Linked DNA regions of Mus musculus: regions 1 and 3 are each linked to region 2. Evidence: chromatin contacts called from public HiChIP or PLAC-seq and promoter capture Hi-C data. All regions are on one chromosome and are shown on one strand. Each heading gives the region's core, a stretch centred on a gene start, on an enhancer-like site or on the middle of the called end of the contact. The rest is flanking DNA. Distances are from core to core; before and after follow the strand shown. Region 1 holds the start of Amn (amnionless). Region 2 overlaps Traf3 (TNF receptor-associated factor 3). Region 3 overlaps Rcor1 (REST corepressor 1).

Region 1 (2,852 bases), core at 177-2,676, 68 kb before region 2:
TCATCCCGTTAGGAAATTAGCAAAAGGAAGAGCCAGGCGTGGTGGCGCACGCCTTTAATCCCAGCACTTGGGAGGCAGAGGCAGGCGGATTTCTGAGTTCGAGGCCAGCCTGGTCTACGGAGTGAGTTTCAGGACAGCCAGAGCTACACAGAGAAACACAGTCTAGAAAAACCAAAAGAAAAGGAATTAAGGAAGAAAGGAAGAGAGAGAGAGAGTTCATTCTTAGCTCCAACCACAGGGTCTGAACTAGGGTCTCGGGACCATCAGCCTTTATTTATAAAGCACATAGCCTTAGCATGAGGGGAGGCAGGGGCTGTTTAACCTCTTGCTCCTCACCCTCCGGCTAGCTGGGCCACTGGTAGCTTGTTAACATGGCCTCCAGGAAGGGAAGGGCAGGCACGTTTCCCAGAGCCCACCCTGCACTTAGATACTGTGGGGGAGGGGACAGTGGAGCTGGACTGGGAGACCCCACGTACTCTCTGATGTCCTTTCCCAGAGATTGTCTCTACCCAGAGGCTCCATGGCGGCGCACGACCCAGGGCCAGCCATGCCCGCTGAGGCCACAGCCCCGAGCCTTACCATATCCGAGATGGCGTGACTGTCTCGTACCAGGACCGACACCATCTGCAGCAAGAGGTGGCGTTAGGCGCGAGGCTGACCGACCTCCCCACCTCCAGTTCATCCCCTCAACCCCCCACCAAGGTACCTTGTCCGCCGGGAACTGAACCGCATCTCCCGCGCACGGGGTCCGGTTCTGGTTCCAGTTGGAGGCAGTATCGAAGGAGGTATTGGGGACCCAAAGTTTGTAGGCGGCCCGAGTCATTGCTAAAGAAAGGAAGGCTGAGTGTCGCCTTCTGGGAAGGCGACTTTCCAAAGAGGCGCGGCAGAGGTGCACACAGCGCAAGGCGGTCAGGCCCCACCGCGGCGTTCTCAGGCGCACTCTTAGCTGATCTACAGAACCCGCGCAAACATGCCCTTCTCCTCCCTCGGAACGTCGTCTCTATTCACAGCACTCTGACTGCCCGGGGGGGGGGGGGTCGGAGGGGAATCGGCCCTTAGGAAAGAGCTCTGGCGGGAAGCTCACTGGGGCAGAGAGGGGTCCCAGAGCCCGGAGTTGGCGACCCTGTCCCGATTGTGCACAGAGGAGGCGCCAGGGGCTGGGAGGTCCACGGGAATAGGCTGCGGTTTCTCCACTTCCTGGGCTTTGGAAACTTTACCAACCCACGCCAGAGGACCGGGAAATTGAGGCAGGCTGCCAACGCCACCTCCATATCCCAACCTCTCCTGCGATCGCGACCCTTCCTAGAGAAACCTCAGCCTCAATCAAGGTCCAGACCCAGGGGGACACGGGGCCTACCACAGAGCTGCAGCCACAGCAGGACCCGGCCCAGAGCACCCATCTCTCCGCCGAGGCTCTCACAGATGCGGACTTCGCTCCGAGGGCCCCACGTGACCGGGCGGGGCTGAGGGACAGGGGGCGCCCAGATGTTACACATTTACCTTGGGATCGCCCAGCTGTCTCCTGAGGGCCCTTGGAGGAATCTTCTCAGCGGCTTTAGCATCTGCCCTTTAGGACCCAGGACCCTGGGTACCCAATAAGAGGGTGTCGTCCTGACTTTCCCGGTGACACGGTGTGGAGGTGGCCAAGAACCCTGGAACTCAGCCATCTTTGCCCATCTTCTCCAGGCCTGAAGTCTTAGCCTGGGTGTGTGCTCTGCAGGGATTGTGTGGGTTGCAGAACAGACCGGAAGGGATGTCAAAGGCGCGTGAAGGTCCTGGAAGAGAACAAAGAGAGCTAAGGCAGAGAGTGACGTGCCTGGGTAGGCTGGCCATGAAGGCAGGTTAGAGGTGACAGGCAGGGTGCACGATGAATGGAGAATCACCAGTGAGAGAAATGACGGGTGGGCCAGTCACCAAACGGTGGTGGCAGTGGCTTGAGGAGGGCTTCTGTGAGTACATCATTGACAGTGGCACCTGGTGTTGGATGTTAAATTCCTGATAGCAATGGGGATGACAGTGGCTGGAGAGTGACTGGGCTAATGGTAGAGGGTGGCTCACTGATAGCTGTGGATGAGTGGGTAGGGGACAGTGGGTGGTGGCTGGGTGGGAGTGATGGCAGCTGTAGACATGACTAGGTTGTGTGTGTGGGGGGGAAGAGTGGACCGGAAGGGATGTCTGGTGGATGGCAGACTGAGGATGCTGGGAAAGTGGGGTGAAGATGCTGGTGGGGTCCATCTGCAAGGAGTGTTGGCTGAGGTAACAGGAAGGTCGAGGAGAGGTAACAGATTTTATGTGGGATGAGTGGAAACAGACAGTAGATGAGGCGGGTCCCTTGGCAGGGCCGGAAAGAGGATGGAGATCGGGCAAACGGGGTAATGAGAGGCTACCCCAGGCAAGAAGCTTCCCAGCCCAGAGGTCAACATGTCACTCGGGAGTTGTCTCTTGTCATCCAGCCCCGCCCAGTCACATGTCCCTGTGGGGCAAAAATGGATGCCTGAAGAAGATACCAGGGAGGAGTGTGGGTGAACTGTGGGCAGATGAGGTTTGGTTGGTGGGTTGCATGGTGTGACTTCACAGCCAGCTTAGCAGGTTCACCCCAGACACACCTCTGGCTGTGGCTGTGAAGGTCTCTCCAGACACTGATCGGGCCAGACCTGCACTGACTGTGGAAAGTCTTCCTCTCTGCTTCCTGAGCCATACCACAGCGCGATGTGTATGACATACCAGTATGACCAGCCGCCTCATGCCCTCCCTGCCGTCTCCTCCAACTGTAAGCCCAAACACACTTTTCTTTCCTGAGGCCACCTTTGCCAGGTGTTTTGCCACAGTAGGGGTGTTAGAGGAATCACCTT
Region 2 (2,820 bases), core at 125-2,624:
TAATTCACATAAGCTTGCTCACTAGATCTCCTTCCCCAAACCAACCACCACAGCTTTCAAACTAACAGCAAGTCAGGCTCTCTGGAGCTGGAAACTTCTAGAAAGAAGTTTTTCAGATGGACAGCAAGCTCCACCAGAACACCACACCACAGTAGGACATGAAGCTACAAGTACAGTTTGGGGTGAGGGGATTATCAGGCAATGGATCCATTCTACATGGTCCATTGGTAACTGTGGTCAGATGGCTCCCCAACCTGAGGCTGAAAACAAGCTTTCACATAGCCTGTGACTGGGAACCAAGAGGCAAGGTAGATGTTACAAGAGAAAGAACTGAGCAGGGTAGTCAACTCCGGAGACAGGATGTCCTCTCCACAGAAAGCTGAATTTATTTACACTGATCATGTATTCAGACTCTCAGCTGGAAAATCTCAGTTAAAATGCCAGAAGGTTCAGAGCCCATTCACAAGCTTTTCAGAACACATGCAGTTGCCATGGTAACCCTGACATATTTCTTGGTGTCGGACATATAAAATTACCAACCATGATGCATTTGATATATTTTGGGGTCACCAACCTATAGCAAAACCAATCTGAGTTAGAATCTAGCCCCCCTCATAGATAAACAAAGAGGCGCAGCTGAAGGCAGTGCTCAGTGCATCCCATACATGAGCAAAGAGCTCCATCCGCACTTGAGAAAATGCTCATCTGAGGATTTTCATCTGAGGAAAAAGAAGAACTCAGGGAACTAGACTTTATCATCTATCATATATGGGTGGTGATATATTTTACGCCAGAAAAAGGAGATATCCTACGCCAGATCAATGAAATTATTGTTTAAAAAAACAAACATATTATAATCCATACCTAGATTTCTGAGAGTCAAGCTTGTTTACTAGAAAGCCAAAGTAAAAGCAACCCCTTTTCAAAGAACATTGTGAGTAATTCATTAGAGGATGAATAGTCCATGATAAATAAGACAATCCTTCAAATGTCAAAACTGTCATTAATACAACACAAAGTTTTATTTTAGATACAGTAGAGATCTACTCAAATCACAATTATTTACTTTGACTTGGGATATTCATAAATACTTTAAATATAAAAATTCATGATTGTTAAAGCCCCTTACCTTTGTATAACCCACCATCTGAACTCACAGATGAAAACCAAATTATGAGGCACAAACTGCAAAGGCATCTTCAGTTTCACATTCCGAGGAAAGCCCACTGCACCAGAAACTCAGCTGCTGCAGGACAAGCCTGTGCTAGCCAAGGCATTCACAGAATTGCCTGCGTCGAATCACAGAACTGCAGGTCCTAGGGCATATTAGACCCACCATCTCCTCCTTCAGCTCATAGGCGGCAGCAGCAGCAGCCTGAAGGGGAGCGGGCGGCTTCCATATTAACAGGGCTTTGCTAAGCGCTGCATTGCAGTCTTTCTGAAAGCTACCAGCCTCGGAAGCAAAGGCGCTGGAGACAGACTCCTCAGCAGAGGCAGCTGCCTTTGGAGCCACAACGGGTTTTTTGTTTTGTTTTGTTTTTTGTTTTTTTTGTTTTTTGTTTTTTTTGTTTTTGGATCTTTAAGAAATGTTATAAACTTCTAGAGGTATTTCTGGATTTCTGACCCGTTCCCTAAAGGCTGCCTGGTTTGTGGTTTATGCTGGGGTATTGCTGGTACAAGTGAGTGAGACAGGTCACAATGCTGAAATGGGTGAAATGTGCATAGTGACACACAGTCTTTAATACTCAAGCTGCCTGTGAGCACTGCGCACATCTGCCATCAAAATGTCAGCTTCTAAGTCCCTGCTGAGAGGCTCTGAGAATGAACCACAGCTTCACAGCTTTCAGTACAAAAAAAAAAAAAAAAGCCAACACACCAAGCATGCCTAGCTCCTGTACAGGTAGCTTTCCCTTGGACACCCAGAATAGTAAACACAACGACGTGGTCAGAGGACCTGAAATAGTAAACCATTGGCCATGCAATCAGATTCAGAAGAGACCTCACCAACAGTAGCGGTATCCTAGGTGGCTTTCACTTTGCAGTAGTTTGTTCATTCATTGACTCATCTGCTGAACGCTATGTATTACTTGGAAAGGGGCTGCGGGTGACAGTTTACCATGACAGTGGCTACAGGCACCCAGTAGGACTGCAACTGGAGAGCAGGTTATCACGAGGACAAGTGCCGTGGTCAGAGAGGACAGGAGCTACTCCGCAGATCCAAACACAGGTCAGGACAAGGTCCTCTAGGAAGGATCTACGGTGAAGCTGGAGGAGTGGGCTGGCTGGGACGCACGGTCAAGACAGCCGCGTGTCCCTGTGTAGCAAAACCGACCTCAGCAAGAGCTCATGAGGTCCACTGTACTGCTGGGGCCTGAGGCCTTGGGTTCCGTTAGGGTTTCTATTGCTGGGAAGAGACAGCGTGACTACAGCAACTCTATTTTTTTTTAAGATTTATTTTATGTTTATGAGTACACTATAGCTGTCTTCAGACACATCAGAAGAGGGCATCAGATCCCATTACAGATGGTTGTGAGCCACCGTGTGGGTGCTGGGAACTGAACGCTGGAAGAGCAGTCGGTGCCTTAACCACTGAGCCATCTCTCCAGCCCACGACAACTCTTTTTATAAGAAAAACATTAACTGGGGCTGGCTTACACTTCAGAGGTTTAGTCCATTGTCATCATGGCAAGAAGCATGGTGGCACACAGACAGACATGGTGCTGAAGAGATAGCTGAGAGTTCTACATCCCAATCAGCAGTTGACAGGAAGAAGAGTGGGACACTGGGCCTGGCTTGAGCATCTGAGACCTCAAAGCCCAC
Region 3 (2,770 bases), core at 106-2,605, 110 kb after region 2:
CTAATTTTGGTAGGCCTCTCTGCTACACTACCTGGTCCTCACTTCTCTGATTTTCTGAGAGAGGTGGACACCTACCCCCCACCCTACTTTGCACAGGACAGCATTTGGTACAAGCGATGAAATGGGAGATATGCATTAGCTAAAAACTCCCTCATGGTTAAAAGCCCTTCCATGAAAATAAACTTTCCGCCTAAGAAAATCAACTCTGCTCTCATAAGAACAAAAGCTTACAGGAGCTTAAAGGAAATGAAATGGCTCAGGAGAAACACAAGTCCCCTGAGGATCTCTCCAGGGGAGAGTCCGTGTCTGTCTCTGTAAGGGGCTGAGGGGTCCTGTGCAGAACCTCTTGGGGACCAAGGCAGGAGGTCCACAGAGGTCACACAGCTTAAGCAGCAGCACAGTGGCTCTGTCCCCAGGGCATCCTGCCCACGCTTGGGAGAGGAGAGGCCTGTCGCTGACTGACTACTCCCACTGACACCCGCCTGCAGGTCAGAAGCCTCAGACTCAGCACTGGGCAGACTCCGTCTGCGCTGACATCACCACCATGGCGCAGTGCAGGGCTGTTTACTTGACAATTATATCCAAACAGGCCTGGAGAACCACCTGATATTAACTCTGATGGTGACAGATCTGCACCACTGTGATCATAAAACAGAGACTGTATTAATCCATGGCTTTTTAGGGTTGCAGTACTCACTCACTATTTGGTGTAGCTTGAACAGAGTAAAATACAGCATGATCAAAGGAATGTGATAGAGGCCAAAGGCAAGTAACAAAATATGCCTTGGCTTGCGCTTTGTTTCTATGTTAATATTTTTAACCCAATGAAACAAAGTCCTTAGAGTAGCAAGAGTTTCAAATTCAATTGCAAAAGAAAGAACAGATGAAAGCTGCTATGGTAACCAATTCACCCTTCCCTCCCCCAGACACTGCAGATTCAGAAACTGTCATCCTGAGTCGGTTACAGAGTAGGAGGCTCAGACCATAAGGCAGGCTGAGGACAAAGCTTATGGTCTTAATGGAGCTTAGAAAAAGACTATAACGGTTTGCAGTGGCACTAGGTACTGCAAAGGAAACACTACAGTAATTTCTGTCATGGCTTAAAATTGAGACTGCCAAACATTTCTAAAGAATGTAATAACAAGATTGGAGATGCTGCTCAGTAGAGCGTTATGCCTGGTGTGCACAAGGTTCTGGGTTCAATCCCCAGAACAATGGAGTATGATAAAAAAAAAAAGACCATGGCATTTCCTTTTATTATTATGAAAGAAGTTATCCCTAAGACTCACATAGAAGCAAAAGGAACATTTACGTACAACAGTTCTGCCACCTGGTGGACAAAGACATTACTACAGCCAACATCTGAACCCTGACTATCTTGAAGGAACAAGAGAAGGCAAGTCAGAAACAAGATAACTATGCTGTTTGTTACTATTCCCACTGCGTGCGTGCCCATTCCCCAGCCACCAGTGAAGACCACCATGGAGAGACAAGAGATGACTGCTCCATCCCAGCGCACAGCGCAGGAGGCTAAGTTCTCTTCAGGTCTTAAGTGTACTTCTCTGTAACTGGATAATTCTGTCCTCTTTTCCAGAACTCACATTTGCATATCAGTGTAAGAGTGAGCAGACCAGGCACACCTTTACCCTCAGCCCTCAGGAGGCAGGTGAGTCTCTATGCGGCCAGTTTGGACGTCACTGTGAATTCCGGACCAGCCAGAGCTACATGGTGAGACCCTGTCTCAAAATAGTCAGACACACACACATCCCTTCAACTCTTCCAGACCTGTCCCTAAGCAGGGAGCTGAACACTCACAGCAACCTTATTAACTGTGTGTACTTGGCTGTGCACGAAATAATTCAAAGACTCAAGATCTGCCTGGCTTTAATAGGGAGGGTGGGGTAGAGGGCGGCATAGACTAAGACAGTGCGTCATCTCTCTATTCTTGAGCAGAATGGAAAGAAAGCAGCCTTGGCTTCTCCTGAGAAACTGCTAGCTGAACTCCTTTGCTCGACTACAGAACAAGGATGAGACTCTTCGTCAGTCCTTCATAGAGTATTAGGAAAACATTTAAGATACACACGTGTAAACAATTATCAAATCAACTCTGTCACAACATTTCTTTTTTGCAGTGCTAGAAATCACACCTGAAGTTCCTTCCATCCATGACAGGCAAGTGCTCTCCTACTGAACACAATCCCTTTTATGTTTCTTTTCTCAGTCCTGAGAAACAAATCTAGGCCTTTCCTATGTTAAATCAATTTTCTGCCTCTAGGCAACACCTTCAGTGCCTAACGTATATTTGTATTTTTGTTTGTTGGCTTTTCGAGACAGGGTTTCTCTGTGTAGCTTTGGCTGACCAGAAACTGAGCTCTATAGACCAGGCTTTTCAGAGTATTGGGATTAAAGGTGTGTACCACCACTGCCAGGCTCCTGATATATTTATTTCATTCATGCCCCAAACTTCCTTTTAATGACTAGAGACTGCCTTACAAATGACTCATTTCAAGGCCACCTTCAACTAGGTCTTAGGCAGGCAGGATAGTGGCAATCGGAAAGCTGTTTCCATCTCTGAATCCCAGTGCCTTGAGTGGTTTACCTGTCTAACCCTGTATTTGTAGGCCTAGCAGTGAAGCAAGCTGTATACTACAGGAAGCTGACCTGCTTCACCCAAGTCACTTCCTCTCTATGCCTGATCCTTCTGGGCATGGGGGACAAAGTTAAGAATATGTTGAAGGGGGCCAAGGGGACTTACAAATCCTACCACTTT

The links. Promoter capture Hi-C pulls out the DNA fragments that hold promoters and counts their contacts. HiChIP or PLAC-seq counts read pairs in DNA pulled down with a chosen protein or histone mark.
Region 1: a promoter capture Hi-C map of hippocampal neurons shows a contact between it and region 2, with 1.6 times the contacts expected there. The contact joins the promoter of Amn here to the enhancer-like site in region 2. A contact is called at or near these places in 7 of 39 promoter capture datasets (3T3-L1-derived adipocytes, cranial neural crest, frontonasal cranial neural crest and 4 more), 1 of 115 datasets of contacts at active chromatin or transcription factors (embryonic stem cells) and 3 of 9 other capture datasets (adipose tissue, liver and pancreatic islet).
Region 3: a contact with region 2 is called in an H3K27ac HiChIP or PLAC-seq map of SST interneurons, with 2.6 times the contacts expected there. The contact joins two enhancer-like sites. A contact is called at or near these places in 7 of 484 Hi-C or Micro-C datasets (CD8 T cells, cerebral cortex, liver and 3 more) and 3 of 115 datasets of contacts at active chromatin or transcription factors (SST interneurons, VIP interneurons and bone marrow-derived macrophages).

What each region holds. Positions count from the first base shown.
Region 1 is chr12:111,269,670-111,272,521 of GRCm38.p6, reverse strand. Amn (amnionless) reads right to left here and starts at 1,426. Exons shown (of 12, transcript NM_033603.3): 1 at 1,358-1,426; 2 at 707-825; 3 at 580-624. The coding sequence starts at 1,400. It overlaps Gm51960 (a long non-coding RNA gene), which reads left to right. Exons shown (of 3, transcript XR_003950150.1): 2 at 497-702; 3 at 1,307-2,852.
Region 2 is chr12:111,201,810-111,204,629 of GRCm38.p6, reverse strand. The region is part of intron 1 of Traf3 (TNF receptor-associated factor 3); the gene reads right to left. Among named protein-coding and RNA genes, the nearest start is that of 4930595D18Rik, 19 kb to the right of the region's middle. Within about 2 kb of position 1,374, at least 31 of the 459 cell types and tissues checked have an H3K27ac peak or open chromatin away from gene starts, as enhancers often do. A contact at or near this core is called in SST interneurons, cerebral cortex and hippocampal neurons, where this site is marked.
Region 3 is chr12:111,087,041-111,089,810 of GRCm38.p6, reverse strand. All of the region lies in intron 3 of Rcor1 (REST corepressor 1), which reads right to left. Among named protein-coding and RNA genes, the nearest start is that of Rcor1, 49 kb to the right of the region's middle. Within about 2 kb of position 1,355, at least 112 of the 459 cell types and tissues checked have an H3K27ac peak or open chromatin away from gene starts, as enhancers often do. A contact at or near this core is called in SST interneurons and cerebral cortex, where this site is marked.